Regions from separate parts of the Zea mays genome. Here regions 1 and 3 are each linked to region 2. A link is a contact called in public Hi-C data. All regions are on one chromosome and are shown on one strand. Each heading gives the region's core, a stretch centred on a gene start, on an enhancer-like site or on the middle of the called end of the contact. The rest is flanking DNA. Distances are from core to core; before and after follow the strand shown.

Region 1 (4,752 bases), core at 80-2,579, 430 kb before region 2:
CATATGTGGAAGTACTTCCCTAACTGGGCCTCTACCAAATTTGTGAACCTACTGCGTGCCATTCGAAGGAGTAGAACTATGTCACAGAATTCCTACTGGATCCACAATAACCTCTTCCGTTTGTTAACATGAAAACAAAGTAATATCAAGCCTAGTGTTCAGATTTGCAAATGATGCCTGTGAAAGTGCCGTGACTATATTTAGGCACAAAAAGTTCCCGACTGTTGCCTTTAAACCCTATCTCTGTCTTATCCGACAGAAGTAACAAAGAGGAACTAAAGTAGGAAAGAAGGTGCTAACTAACTGCTAAAAACAAGAACTCCAGACCGAAATAGCATGCCGATCTAAAATTCACTGAATAAGACATAGCAGTCCAGTCGATAAAAGGAAAAAAAACTGGACAAGTATGGAGCGAAATAACTCTAGAAAGAGAAGCAGGGCACTCACAGGCAGCATTGTTCATGCTGTGATCTACCCGCGCCGTGGTGTCGATGCAATTCCCCATCTTGCTCTCTACCAGTTCACCCACTGCCCATGCACTGTGCACTCCAGACAAGAAGAACGCGGTAGCCTCTGCAGGATCCCCAGCTAGCAGCAGATCAGCTCAATCTTTCCCGTTTGCACGACAGAACCGAGCAGGAAAAGATGGCCTCCCTTGGCTCGTAGCACGAGAAGCTCAAAGACCAGCCAGCGAGGCAAGCTAGGAGTGAGCGAACCGCCCCCCAAAGGTCCAATCTTTGCAAGGTCTGGATGGAGCTCAGCCGCTAATTCGGGAGGGAAAGCCAGCAAGGTCGGTAGCCACAGAGCCAAGAAAGCAGCGTGCAAGAAGAAGCAACCTGTATTGTAGACTATACCCCGGGTACCTCAAAAGTCAATCGAAATCTCGACGCCCAAACCCGGTCAGCTTCTCTCTCGAGCTGACCAACCGCGCCCCCCTAGCAAGAATCCAAGCTGCTGCCCTTTTTTTTCCCTTCTCCCTGCAGGTGGTGGAAGAGCCCCGCCCAGTGACGACCCACTCACAGACTCACTCCTGGCGGCGAGAAGGGAAGATAACCCTGCTTGCAGAAACGGCGGCGCCGCAGCAGATGTCGGAGGAGCTCACACCTCGAGGCGAGGCGAGGCCGTTGAAGGGCAAACACACCGCCCTCACGGGTCGGCCGGGTAGGTCGAGGCTGGGTGCGGCCGGATCGCTTGACTTGGCGCTGGCTGGCTGGCTGGACGGAGGCGAGGTGCGGCGGAGGCAGATGAAGCAAGCAAGCAAGCAAACCGGCGGACGGTCGGAAGCAGACCGCCACCGGCCGAGCTAAGGTGGTGTGGAAGCCGCGGAAGGGAAGCGGTGGCTTCTTTGGCTTTTCCCTCCCCTCTTGTCTTGTGCGCTGCACTGCACGCTACGCTCCGGAGTCTGGGAGTAGGGATTTACGTATATACCCTTGAGAAAGAAGGATGCTTGTGCAGATGCCCTTTCGGTAGCAGTGGTGGATTGCACTGCACAGAGGTGGTGGCAGTTGCAGGGTAGCTTTCACGATCTGTAGCACCAGTCTTGGTCTGAACTGAACTTTACCAAAGCAGCAAAGAGGCGCTCGCTCCTAGCTAGATCTTGGATAAAAACTGCGTGGTTTTGGACCTCCTCAACAAGTAAGTCATGCTCATAGCCGAATTGATATTTTGTCCAGAACGACGTACGTGGACGCTCAAATTGTTTATCGTTCGAGAATAGTGGATGTATGTCGGAATCAGGTTTTTTTTGTTGTGAACGACCGAAAATGTGGAACTTCCTTCCATATCCTGCAAATCACTCCAGCTCCAATATGCTAGCCTAGTTTGGCTATTTTAGTATTGAGTTTAATCCATATGTATTAAATTGGATTGAAGTATAATTTAAATTGATTTACACCTTAATCCACCTTAATGTAGTGTACGCCGTAGACATGTACTAGCATTGTTTGTACGGCGATCATTTTTTATTTGTTTCTATTCCGGTGTTAGTCGTTGACCTTTACTACAATGTACTGCACGCGGTCCTAGCTTTCCCTGAGCGCCGGCCGGCCCCGGCCAGCCAGCCAGCCGCCGCCTCGGTTTTCCACGGGCGGTGACGGCGAATGGATCCAGATGCATCGCATGTGTACACGTACCGACTGATGTCTGCACTGTCCGCTGTCCTTGCGGTGACTACTTTATAGAGCAGTGGAAGTGCTTGGGCTGTTGGGCGTGTGGGCACTGGGCAGCGGGCAATGAACAATTCAGAGAGTCTCAGTCAGAGTCAGGGACGCTCCCATGGTGCCCTAGCAGCACCGCTGCCGCATGCATCCTAAACACAATTACTGCGTCCACAATTACTACGACGGGTTTCGATCAGTTTCACAAAATGCATGCATGAACTGATCGCCAGGTCCTGCTACTTGCATTGAATTTGGTTCATGCATGTCGAGTCATGGGGGAACAGCAGGAATCAATACAAACCCGATCCACAGACCCCCACGTCCGAGTCAAGTCCTGCCTATGCAAAGACTGCAGCAGTGTTCTCATCCGACGAGCTATGCTCCCTACAGGCTACAGCAGAGCAGACGACAGCCAGAGAAAGCCGCAAATTTTAGGGAGCAGAAGCAGATAGTACACATTCAGAGCACCAAACAAATCCTCGTCGACCGGACCCGGTCAATGGCTGACAACACGATAAAAAAAACAAAACAAATCTCGCATGTCTCTGCACGAGCGGAAACAAAAGGCATGATTGCGTTTAGTATAGAAAGAAAAGAAAAATGGAAGGATAAAAGAATCGTGCCGTCAGGAAAATGTAACTAAGCTATCTAGAAGTCGGAGGCAGCGGAATAAAGGGAGCTGCTGCTGCTGCTGCTGCTCTGCTTGCAAGTTTTGTTCCAGCTAGCTTGATCACACTCTTATCTCTGACACACACAAAATATTTTTTCCGGTTGTTGTTGTTTGTTTATCTATACCATATGGTTTATTATATTTTAAGTTGAACTTATTTTTTATGTGTTTCTTTAATAATTTGTAGGGATTGGCAATTTAGTATTGTAGACTTTTGTAGCGGTACGGATAATCGGATAAAATTACACACACGGATACATATATAGATAAGATTCTATGTCCACGGCCAATACACGGACATATCCATTGCCATCTCTACCTAATCTACAGCGCGCTGCAATCATTCATGCGCAGGAAGCTAGTGGTGGAGTGGCAGGCATGCAGGAGGAGTTTGGCGGCGAGCACTATCTGACCTAGCTAGTCTGTCGGCAGTGAGGGAAGGTGCTGGATTGTTCTAGCGAGCAAGAAACCATGCATCACCGAACGCATGAGGCTAGTGATTAAAAGATACCGAGGAAAGCAAATTCGATGGCCATACATACCCATAAATAAACACGCTTTTACCGGGAGTAAACAAACAGACATAAATAAATACGATGGGTGCGGGGAGGGACCATGCATGCATCTGAAAGAAAGACGCTCGCTCCCGATCGAGAATCTGCATACTGCACTGCACATCAATGATCCCTCCCCTCCACCCATCGTATTTCTTTCAGATGTGGTCATCAATAACCTCCCGGAGGTCATCAATACTGCACATCAATAACCTCCGGGTGGTTGCCAAGCAAAGCCTGTGCGGGCCACCGGACGAGAGGGCCGGCTCCATCGGCAAAGCGAGAGCCGGGGAGAAGAAAGGCCAGGGAATCGAGGCCCAAAGGCGAAAGAATTTGGTGGTCGGGCGGACGCCCACGCACACTGCAGCGCTCTCAGACACCACGCACACCAATGATCGCAGGCAGGCATCTTCTCCATTTGCCAGAAAAGGCAGGCGCCCACTCACACTCAACGCACACGGACGGACGCGGATTTACCGGTCTCTCCTCTAAAAAAAGAACTCGCAAACTGTCGTCAGGAATCCAATGCCGGGTGGGAAGATATGTGGAATTCGGGCATCCCGGCTAATCAATTCCCTGAATTATTTTCCTTTTCCCGGGAATACAAGAGATCTGCTGAAAAGGAAGAATATGAACCTAGAGTCCTACACTTGTGAGAACTGCATCTGGCAAAAGGAAGAAACTCTTTACCATCTTTTCCTCAAGTGTAACTTTGCAAAGGCTTGCTGGACTTCTATTGGTTTGACGTCTCCCAGAATTGCTAATCCTGAGGCCGCGGCAGTAAACATAATGCAACAACTCAATGTTCCATTCTCTATGGAAATTGTCATTCTCATGAACTGGAGCATTTGGAAAACCCGCAATGCATGGTTTTTTCAGAATAAAGCCCCGACTGTGCAACACTGCAAAAATGAGTTTGCAAGGGAACTTCATCTTGTCATGCTGAGGGCTAAAGGCTGTTTTGATTCGACAATTCCTGCATGGCTTCAGCTTTGGCAGTAGACCTCGTCTCTTTTCCTTTTCCCGTTGTAGTTAGGCTGTTTTACCCTTTGTAATCTGCTTTCTGTCTGCTTCTAACTCTGTTATTTTAAAGTTTTAATAAAATTTTCAGTAGGGGCTTGCCCCTCCTGTCTTATAAAAAAAAAATCCAATGCCGGGTCAGGTCAGGTATTATCACTATCCGTGTATGGACACCTCAGCGGCGGACCAACGGTTTTTTAGTATTAGGGTATGCCGTAAAGAGAATTATTATACACTTTACTAAACTGGAGAAGGGATGGAAAGCCAGCAGGACTTTTATTTGCTAGTAAATTCCTCTGTTGGGTTTGCTTCAAATCCAAGGGAGTTCAATTCAATGAGCCCAACAAAT
Region 2 (4,776 bases), core at 680-3,179:
TTTACACGGAGGTGTACTATTGGAGTTCACTTCACAGCGGAAAATATAGTAGTTGTTGTGCTAGCATCAGCACAGCATCAGGAGACGTTCGCCGCTGCTCCTTGCGTATGCATCAGCTCACTTACCATCAGCAAAGCTAACGGAGTACATATGCATCGTTGAATAATAACCCTATGGAAAACCAGTTCGTGTAGAGACTCGAAGTCGAAGCACCGAGCAAATCGGATTTCGACTCTGACCAATTTCTAGTGTCGTCGTTGCCTTAAGTCAAACGTAGCTAGTTAGCTACCAGTAAGTAGTCTGATCGGATCTTTCTTCTAGCTGCACTTCTGGTGTACGTGTACCTTTTGAAGATGAAGGCTCGACCGCATCCGCGTGCCACCAAACATAACCTTGAACCATGCATTATTTTCTTCTCTTTTGTTTCCATGTTTATTCAAGGACATCACTGGAGGAAGGGGCATGAAGATGTTATGCCATTACAAACACATCACACCATTATATTATATAATAAACGACGATCCATTTATCGTGCGCCTTTAACCCTGCAGCTCTAGAGACAGCATGTCTCGTTGTAGCCAGCCCGGCCAGAAGCCTTGCAAGGCACGGTTGCATTGCAGGCGGCCTGTGGTTCCAGAGGTGCGCCAGCACAGCATAGCAGGACATCTCCCAAACCCGAGCAATAATTTGGAGTTTTCCCTTCATCCATCGGCACAGATTTGAGATATATCCGTTGCTTGGGCCCCCTCAGACTCAAGAGTCCGGACGCGTCGCCGGAGGAGAGAGGAAGCTTCCAATGCCTGCTGGAGTGGTGGATTCCATTCCCCTTCCCCCCCCGCGTTCTCGAGACAGGCAGCGAACTGACGTCGACGACAGGGAGGGGAGACGGCGCAGACCGACAGCGACACCGAAACCAGTGGGCGGCCGCCGTGCCCACCGAAATGGATGGCGCTGGGCCTCCTTGCGAGGCTTGGACTGCGGCGTGCCGTTGCCGTTGCCGGTGCGCTGTGCGTGGCCGGCCTGCCACCGGATGATTGATGCAGTCTGCCATCACTCAAATCAAATGAGTTCCGCCAATCACCGAAACCATATGTAAAAGAATCCACTGCACCTCTAGAGTACGGTCAGGCTTTGGATGCGCGTAGCCTGGCTTCCTTCGCTCATCCCAGCTAGCACACACTTGTTGATGGCTCTCACTGGTTGATTGGGTAGCCGGGGAGTCGTGATCGGGCGTCTGATGACAAAACTCGACCATTATCGTCGTCCCATTTTCTGCGGAAGGATACAATTAATAGGTGTTAGGATTCTAGCTGCATGAAACTGAACTGCTAAAAATAAAGTACAAACATCTCGCGAAGAAAACAAAAAAATTAACTAATCGAGCAGCATCTTGTTTAGGGTTTTTCGGCTCACACTGTCCAAACATAAACACTGGTCAGTACAAATCCGGCATTAGCACAGAGCATATGCTGGAGCCACCATCTCACCTGTACCCAGAAACGCGCCTATATCAACTCAAAAAAGAAAAAACAGCCGAGCAACCAAGAAACCAGTCAACAGATCCACCACAAAATCGTCCAGAAGAACCAAGAAACGCCGCGGTGGACTGGAGAGAGGCGAGTCAGCGAGGAAGGAAGGATGACCTGCGAGTTGAGGAGGGAGCATGCATGTTCCCCTTCCGGCAGCCCCTGCTGCCAACTCTTTCCGACCTTCGCTCCTCCCTCTCACTCTCTCGCACTCGCATTGCTTCCCTGATTCCTACTCCATCAGCCACCAGTACGTCCACCACCAATGCAAGATCAACTAAACTCACACGAGCTTTCATTTAATGACTAGAGATCAACTAGACTGACACAGACCTTTTCCTTTTAATAATGGATGGAAGATACAATGCGTAGATGCTGATTCAAAGACTTGACGGTAATTTAGTATTTGAAGAAATGAGAGCTGATTCAAAATCGTTTTCCTTGCTTTCAAAGCTCCACGGAGGCAACGGGCCTTTTGAGCTTTCAAAGCTCACTATTCTGCTTTGGCCAATTAGAACGTTCTAGAAGGCATATAATATATATACATTTTATATGACTCTATATCTATATTCTTTGCTTTGTTAAATAAGAATATGTAACCCTATCTTTATCTTATTTGTCTATATAAATATGTCTCCTTTATACTCAGTACTTCCCGTGAGTTTTTTTTTTCTCCTCCATATTTTTTTTTCACGTTAAACTTTGTATCCCACTTTTTCACATGTGATCCTAACAATTGTTATCTAGAGTTAGGGTTTAAACACAACAGTCTATTTCTCCGTCGCCGCCGCCGCCGGTTCTTCATCGATCTGTGCTGCCGCTGTTCCAATCAGATCGTCACGCGGTGTGCATCCTGTCTGTCGACTCCGACACGCCGGTGTCGTGGTCGTTGTCGCCGCCGCCTTCTATCGGTCGCTGACCGTGCGGAGTCTGTATCCGCCAGGAATTTCGATCAGCCCGCCACGGTAGCTATCTCCTATTTTACTCTGCCACCGCACCACGCAACAGGGCTTTTGACGTGACCCATTGCATTCCCATCTGCTGGTTGTCGCCGTCCGCGCTTGAAAAAACAATATGTAGCCGGGGACCAAGTCAACTGGGCTCCATGCAGCTCAGCTCATCATTCATTGTACGATTAAGTCGTAATCACGCATTACCACAAGTTTAACCACGACTGGCCGGGGAAACCAAGCACTACTCCGTACACGTGACGCCACGGCACGGCACCAGCTAGCTACACGGAGGCAACGGGCCTTTTGAACTTTCAAAGCCTACTATTGTGCTTTGGCCAATTAGAACGTTCTAGAAGGCATATAATATATATACACACTAGTAGTAGTATATAATTGCAAAAGGCTAGCTCAGTGTGGCCCTCTGCTTGATCCATATCCACTATTATAGTTGTACCATAAACCATAGCTAGCTAGTGCTATGTTGCATGGGATTAGGTTTTTTTTATGGGTACGACGAAATGTAATGATCCGTCCACAGTCCCCTGCTTTACGCTAATAATCTCGAACGGGGAACCTTATCCATGTTCTCGACCGACGACATAACCGTACTAGTATATATTCGCGTGTGTCGGCAATGCTAATCTACTGGCAGATGGTAGGGGCTATGTGATAATGTGAATACAGATGTGTACACTACTAAAAAAATGGTAATAACGCGTATGGACGGACAAATAAGGAAAATCTCGTCAGATCGATCATGTGGAGAAATTCGTACGACCCGCAACTCGCAAGACACAGACAGCCCCCCCTTTTCGAGACGGGGTGAAAAATGACCACCAAGACAAATTCGAATCCTGTCACCACGTACAGAGTTCGAATCTGTCACTTGCAAGTCGGCTTCGTCAGCAGCTTTTACCCTTTGCAATCGCGCGTGCTCCCGCGGCGGCGCGGCGCGGCCACCTCGCCGTTCCCCCCGCTTCCCCATGTTCCCGGCGACGTCTTTCCAAAGGCCAAGAGCTTCGCGCATAGCTTTCTGGGCTCCTTTCCCCTGTACCAGCCCCCAGTCGGTCCTACAAACTCACGGACTGGCCCAACAACGAAGGCCCTCCTCTAGATTTGGACCGGAAAACTTCAAGCCCAATGACAATGCAAAACGATCAATGAGAACACACACGTCTCCGAGTTCAGATATTTGAAGGTTTAGTTGTATGCATCTGAATGACCCAGTTAATGGTTCAACTATTAACTACTTTTAGCAAATCAGCTAGTAATTATTCAACTATTTGTTAGCTAGCTAATTCTAATACTAACTTTTTAATCAGCTAACTACTAGCTCTAATACATTCAAACAGGGTTTAAGTTTAAGTTCGAACGGTTAAGATATTGTTTCTTCCTCGATGACAACTTTACTTTACATGTGCTGCAGTTCTTTTTGTAACGACAAAAATAACGGTATACGCTCGCGGCTCCACGGTTCGCGGGAGGGCAGGTCGAGTGAGACGTCAGAGAAGGCAACACAGCGGAATTAGCCCTTCGGGCTTGCAACGAGCTACAGGTATAGAGCTCTCTCGGATCAGATGGCTGCCGCCAAAGTGTGCTCTCCGTCGAAGTAGCAAGCTGCCCAGCTACCGACTGTCATGTCGTCTACTACTCTGCTTCATAGAATCAGTCAGACGCAGAAGCGCACCAAAAAAACTTTAAGCACTAAATAATCTAGCAGGAAATTGAACAAGCGTTTCAATAAGTACTTATTACCTATAATACAAGTGGAATTGTGGAAAGATAACTAATGAGACATGTCACGCTGAGAAAAGCCTCGTCCGAAAATTTTATGGCATAACGACATATGCTAAAAGAGCCAAACCCGTTTTAATAATGCCAATAATATGTATCATGAGTAATTAGATCAAATTTCATGAGGAAGAGCACGAGCAAAATGGTCCATGGCCTCGGCCACGACCCGACAACTCGGTGATAAGCCCTATATGGAGTCTCTAATTAGGGACGGTTATATAAGTGTAGATATGGTAAACATCTCAACAAAAATACGAGATAAACTTATCTCGTAAATATAGAGTTATACTCGTTTATAACTTGGCCAATTTATAACTTGACCATTGATTCGATCACGTCATGGTTCATCATACCTTCTCATTCCAACAACTACAAGCATCCCATCTGGACTCATTGGCAGACACAAACATTTAAGATTGGGTATTCAAAAACTCAAAAGACTAAAGAAATTAGTGCTCTAACTCTATTTTGTGTAATGCATTATTGACAAATTACTATAGATC
Region 3 (4,518 bases), core at 694-3,193, 270 kb before region 2:
CCTTACTTCAGAGACAAACTCACAAGCATTTCCTTGTAGATCTGTGACTGAGATCAGCATTACTTTTTTTTTTGGTTTCAGGATTCACTCGAGGAGATGAGTGAATCATGCAGAAGTTTCTTTGGTCGATTAAACGAATCGTTGTTAGTCTGGGGAAGCAAATTACCTGTTGAGTCAAGGTAACACTCTTCTACAGTATGTGACTGATCCACATCCACTATCTGAAACCATGTCCTTCTGTACCATGTTTTGATGGAGTTGGCCCACTGGATTATAATGAGCTGGTGCAAATAGCAAACCTGAACTACATGAGGAACTTCGCTGTTATGTTAAATTGTTCAAATCCCAGCTGATTAGCACCATTTGGAATTCTGAAGCATTCTTGTTTAGGTTTATATTCGGAGTATTCTCTCACTGGGCTTGCTGACAGGGCATGCTACTCGAAGATGGCAGAGGAGCTATGCGCGCTTCTGGTGGACACCCCAAGCGAGACGCTGAACCTACCCATGGGGTGTCTTCTGACGATGCTCAACGCTCCAGTTCCAGACGAGAGCAGGTCGTCGTACCTGCAGGATGCACTCTCCGTCTTCACCGAAATCCTTTGCAGCGATCCGTAGGTGAAGGGGAGTGAAGCCTACAGGCAACACGCCGAAGAGTTTGTACGTCTCATGTTTGATACTTGTAGAAAATTAGGAATGTATAACTATGACCTGATGTTGCTCCGGTGAATTTGTAACGCCATCTGAAGACATGTGTCGGGATCTTCGTTGTATGTGAGTACCAGGTCTTATGAAACGTTGACTTGCGAGCTGTACCAATGGGGAGTGATTTCCTGGGCTTCATTTTCTCTGTGTGTGTGTGTGTGTTTATTACAGGGAAGGGCAGCGTCACGGCGACCCGTGCTTCGGTGTACATTGGAGATTACTGAGGCCTTCGTTTCAGCCGTAAATCACATGGATCGAAGAGTACTTTAACTTGGAAATGATTTAGTCTCCCTCAATCCCACTCATTATGATCTTAATTCCGACCCCCAGACCAGAGTAGAGAGAGTGTTGATCTTGCTCTGGCGTGCACGTATGAGGTTCAGGTCACGCCTGTTGAAGGAGGCAAGGACAACCATGAGTCAGCTAAGATATGGGACAACCATGAGTCAGCTAAGATAGGGATATATATCATCCGCGATGGACCGGTGTTTAAAAAAAATAATAAAGTATATTCGTTTAGCTTTAATCTGTATCAGCTTTAAAGAACCAACTTTAATTCGAAACAAACAACCCCGACCCTCTAGGATACCAGCGCGTAGTACCTTGTTTGTGATTGATTGAAGCACAAGGTACGGCGTGGGGTGGCGTGGCTCTGGTCGGTGCAACTGCTACACTAGCGCACCTAAGGGCTTCTTGACTTATAAAATCAAGTGTTTTTATGGTGTCAGATAAGGATATTTTTCTATATGTTCAGTAACATCTACAACTTTTTGTTTCAGTTTTTTTTTGTATATTTAAGATTATTAAAACGCTAAACAAATAGTGATGTCATCAGCGTGTTTGCTTGCATCACAGTAGATTAGCAGAACATCCACAAAACCATCGGCAATCTATAGACAGCCAGACTTGTTTGAATGTATGTAACAATAATTAATATATTGTAATAAAAAATCATCGAGACAGGACGTGCTGGTACTGCTAGAGAACGTGCAACACGCCGGCCCACGGGGATTAAGACCACAGAAAGAGACAGGGTTCGCCATCAAGCGAAGAAACGAAACCAGCGACGGACCAAACCGTCGACGCGGCAGCAGAATTGAAAAAGGCAACGCGCGATGCTTATCCGGAGCTCGAGCAGACCCAAGCGCCTGACGTACTGTTCACCAATCACCACCGAACCGACCCAGGCGCGGCGCGGGGCTATATATATGCCACACAAGCCCATCCGACCCCGATCATCGGCCATCGCAGTTTCACAGACAGCATCCATTCCACAGTCACCAGAGCACTAGAGCAGAGCAACAACCGACAAGAGCAGAGTGAGATCGTCGTCAGCGAGCCCAGCAGATACGAGAGAGAGGATGGCGGACATCGCGTTGCTGGTGGCGGAGCAGTTCGAGAAGACGGCAAGGCGAGGCGCCCCCGGCGGGGACAGCGGCAGCAGCAGCGGGAGCGGCGGCGAGACAAGGAACTTCGGGGCCGTGGCCAAGGTGTGGAGCTCGTGGGTGGAGTCCGCCTCCGCCGCCGCGTCCGGGGTCAGATTCACCGTCGCGGTGCAGCTGGAGCCCAAGACCGGGCTCGCGCTGGCCGCTGCCGACGGCCTCTTCTCCGCCTAGCTTCCTGCCTGCTTCCATGTCTTTCTCCTGAGCAGTGCCAGTGATCGAGCGAGTCCTGCTCCTGCACCCCGTACTATGCTTGTGCGACCTGTACATTTCGTTCGTCGTTGCGCGGTTGCGCCTGCGCTCTAATCCGGAACAAAATACTATTCATATTTGCTCCAGACTCCATTCATGGATATGCATATGTCTGCTCGACTGGTTTCCTAATTTTTTTTGGGTGTTCGACTGCTCCAGCCTCCAGTCTCCAGTACCAGCTGAATTGTTTTTATAGGAACCAGCAGGCTATTCACGCTGTCTGATGGTCCGGCCGTGGCTCCAGTTTCCGTTTCCGAGCAGGCCGGCAGCCCACAGGCCCACCCACCTTCGCGCTGTCATTAGACCGTGGGCTAACTAATTTGCCTAGCCTTTGATGATGCATAAGTTTCAAAATAGATTCTAAGTCAGAAACATTTTATAACCAACCAAAAAGGGATATAACTTGGAATAGAGGAACTTTTCCTAGCTCCCTTAGATAAATTGTAAACACCCCAGTAACCTGTTTGATACACCTAAGACAACGAAACACTCTTTTGGAGCTAGTTTAAGCAGAAACAAAATTCTAAGTTGGAGAAAACAAAAAGTTCAAGATTTATGACTTAGACTAGTTGGATTTTCACTAGATAAGTTTGTCCAAGTCATAGGAGCACCCCTTAAGATCAGTCAAAAGGAATTGAAGAAAATTTGGACAAAAAGAGGGAAACTGGTCTACTGGCTAGGGCATCGGACCGGTCCAATAGTGCACTGAACCGTCCAAGCAGAAGACTCAGACTTAGCCTAAAACTAGCTGGCGCACCATACCGGTTCGACGGCTATCCGGACCTTGTATGCAGGGAGCACATAATTCAACAGTTTCAGGCTAGCGCACCGGTCGCGCACCGGACAGTGTGACAGAAGCCAATGGTCGGCTGACAACCTTCAACAGTAACCTGCGGGCGCAGACTGACAAGGGTAGGGGGTCCGATGCACCATCCGATAGAGCAGAAAATTCAACTTTTCTCCAACGGCTCTTTTGGTGAATACCCCCAACCAACACATTGATAACACAAGATTCGCTCCAACCTACTACACATTAAGTGCAAATCTCCAAGCTTCCAAAGCTATTCCCGCGCCGCATTAGATCGATTTGAGTTTGAGAGACTTAGTTGTTTGCACATTTGAGAGTTGTGAGTTCTTGTGATCTTGATTCGAGTTTTCATTCTCACTCCCTTCTCCATTCTCTTTGATTGTAAAGCGAGGCAAGAGACTTTGTTCTTTGTGTGGAGGTTCTTGCGGGACTTGGTGTCCCTAAGATAGTGAAGAAAACTCATCCGTTCTTCGTGACCGTGTGAGAGAGGAAAGGGTTGAAAGAGACTCGTCCTTTATGGACTCCTCAATGGGATGTAAACTCTTCGAAGTTGAACCTCAAGAAACAAATCGCTCGTGTCTCTGCGTTGATCACAACCTTTGTGATTTGGTTCTTCCTCTCCTCTCTCTCTAGTTCTTTTGCTTGGGATCCATTCGAGTTAACTCCCAAAGTAATCCACAATTGATTGAACAACTCTAAGCAAGAAGAACTCCTCTTCCACACTCCGATTTATTCTATACCCGTTCTAACATTAACCCCGGGTGATATCGGGTGGACACACTAAGAACGAGAAGGTGCCATCAAAAGGAAAGCCCGAGCCTTCGGGATCCAAGCCCGAAGACAAGGTGCCATCAAGAGGGATCAAGTTATCCGGGGACAAGCACAAGCATAAGGAGCGGAAGGAAGAATCCAACAGCTACACCTAATCACACAAGAACAAGGATGTCAAGAAGAAAAAGAAGATGGATAAGGTGGTAATTTATGAGACTGATTCTTTGCCTTCAACATCAGACGGTGAATCGACCTCCTCCAGGCGCCAAGAGCGTAAAAAGAGTAACTAAATTCTATTTCGTTATCCTCACATTCCAAAACATACTCAATTGCTTTCAGTTCCATTAGGGAACCACCTCAATTCGATGGTGAAGATTATTCTATGTGGAGTGATAAAATAAGGAATCACCTAACCTCACTCCACGAAAGTATTTGGGGCATTGTTAAATTTGGAGCGCAGGCACCATAGGTGAAAGATGAGGATTATGATTCGGACGAGACAGCTCAAATCCAACACTTCAACTCACAAGCAACCACAATA

The links. Hi-C and Micro-C count contacts between places; a contact is called where the count stands out from the background.
Region 1: a contact with region 2 is called in a Hi-C map of ear, with 2.5 times the contacts expected there. The contact joins the promoter of LOC100191980 here to the promoter of LOC109942349 in region 2. A contact is called at or near these places in 3 of 25 Hi-C or Micro-C datasets (bundle sheath, ear and leaf mesophyll).
Region 3: a Hi-C map of tassel shows a contact between it and region 2, with 3 times the contacts expected there. The contact joins the promoter of LOC100276002 here to the promoter of LOC109942349 in region 2. A contact is called at or near these places in 5 of 25 Hi-C or Micro-C datasets (bundle sheath, ear, leaf and 2 more).

What each region holds. Positions count from the first base shown.
Region 1 is chr9:157,714,797-157,719,548 of Zm-B73-REFERENCE-NAM-5.0, reverse strand. LOC100191980 reads right to left here and starts at 1,329. Exons shown (of 6, transcript NM_001137404.2): 1 at 448-1,329. The coding sequence starts at 505.
Region 2 is chr9:157,289,949-157,294,724 of Zm-B73-REFERENCE-NAM-5.0, reverse strand. It overlaps LOC109942349, which reads right to left and starts at 1,929. Exons shown (of 3, transcript XM_020544288.2): 1 at 1,644-1,929; 2 at 1,112-1,272; 3 at 253-1,044. The coding sequence starts at 1,665. The coding sequence ends at 754.
Region 3 is chr9:157,560,507-157,565,024 of Zm-B73-REFERENCE-NAM-5.0, reverse strand. It overlaps LOC100276002, which reads left to right and starts at 1,943. Exons shown (of 1, transcript NM_001329204.1): 1 at 1,943-2,484. The coding sequence starts at 2,066. The coding sequence ends at 2,320. It overlaps LOC103639534 (nuclear pore complex protein NUP96), which reads left to right. Exons shown (of 6, transcript XM_008662276.3): 5 at 82-179; 6 at 431-842. The coding sequence ends at 617.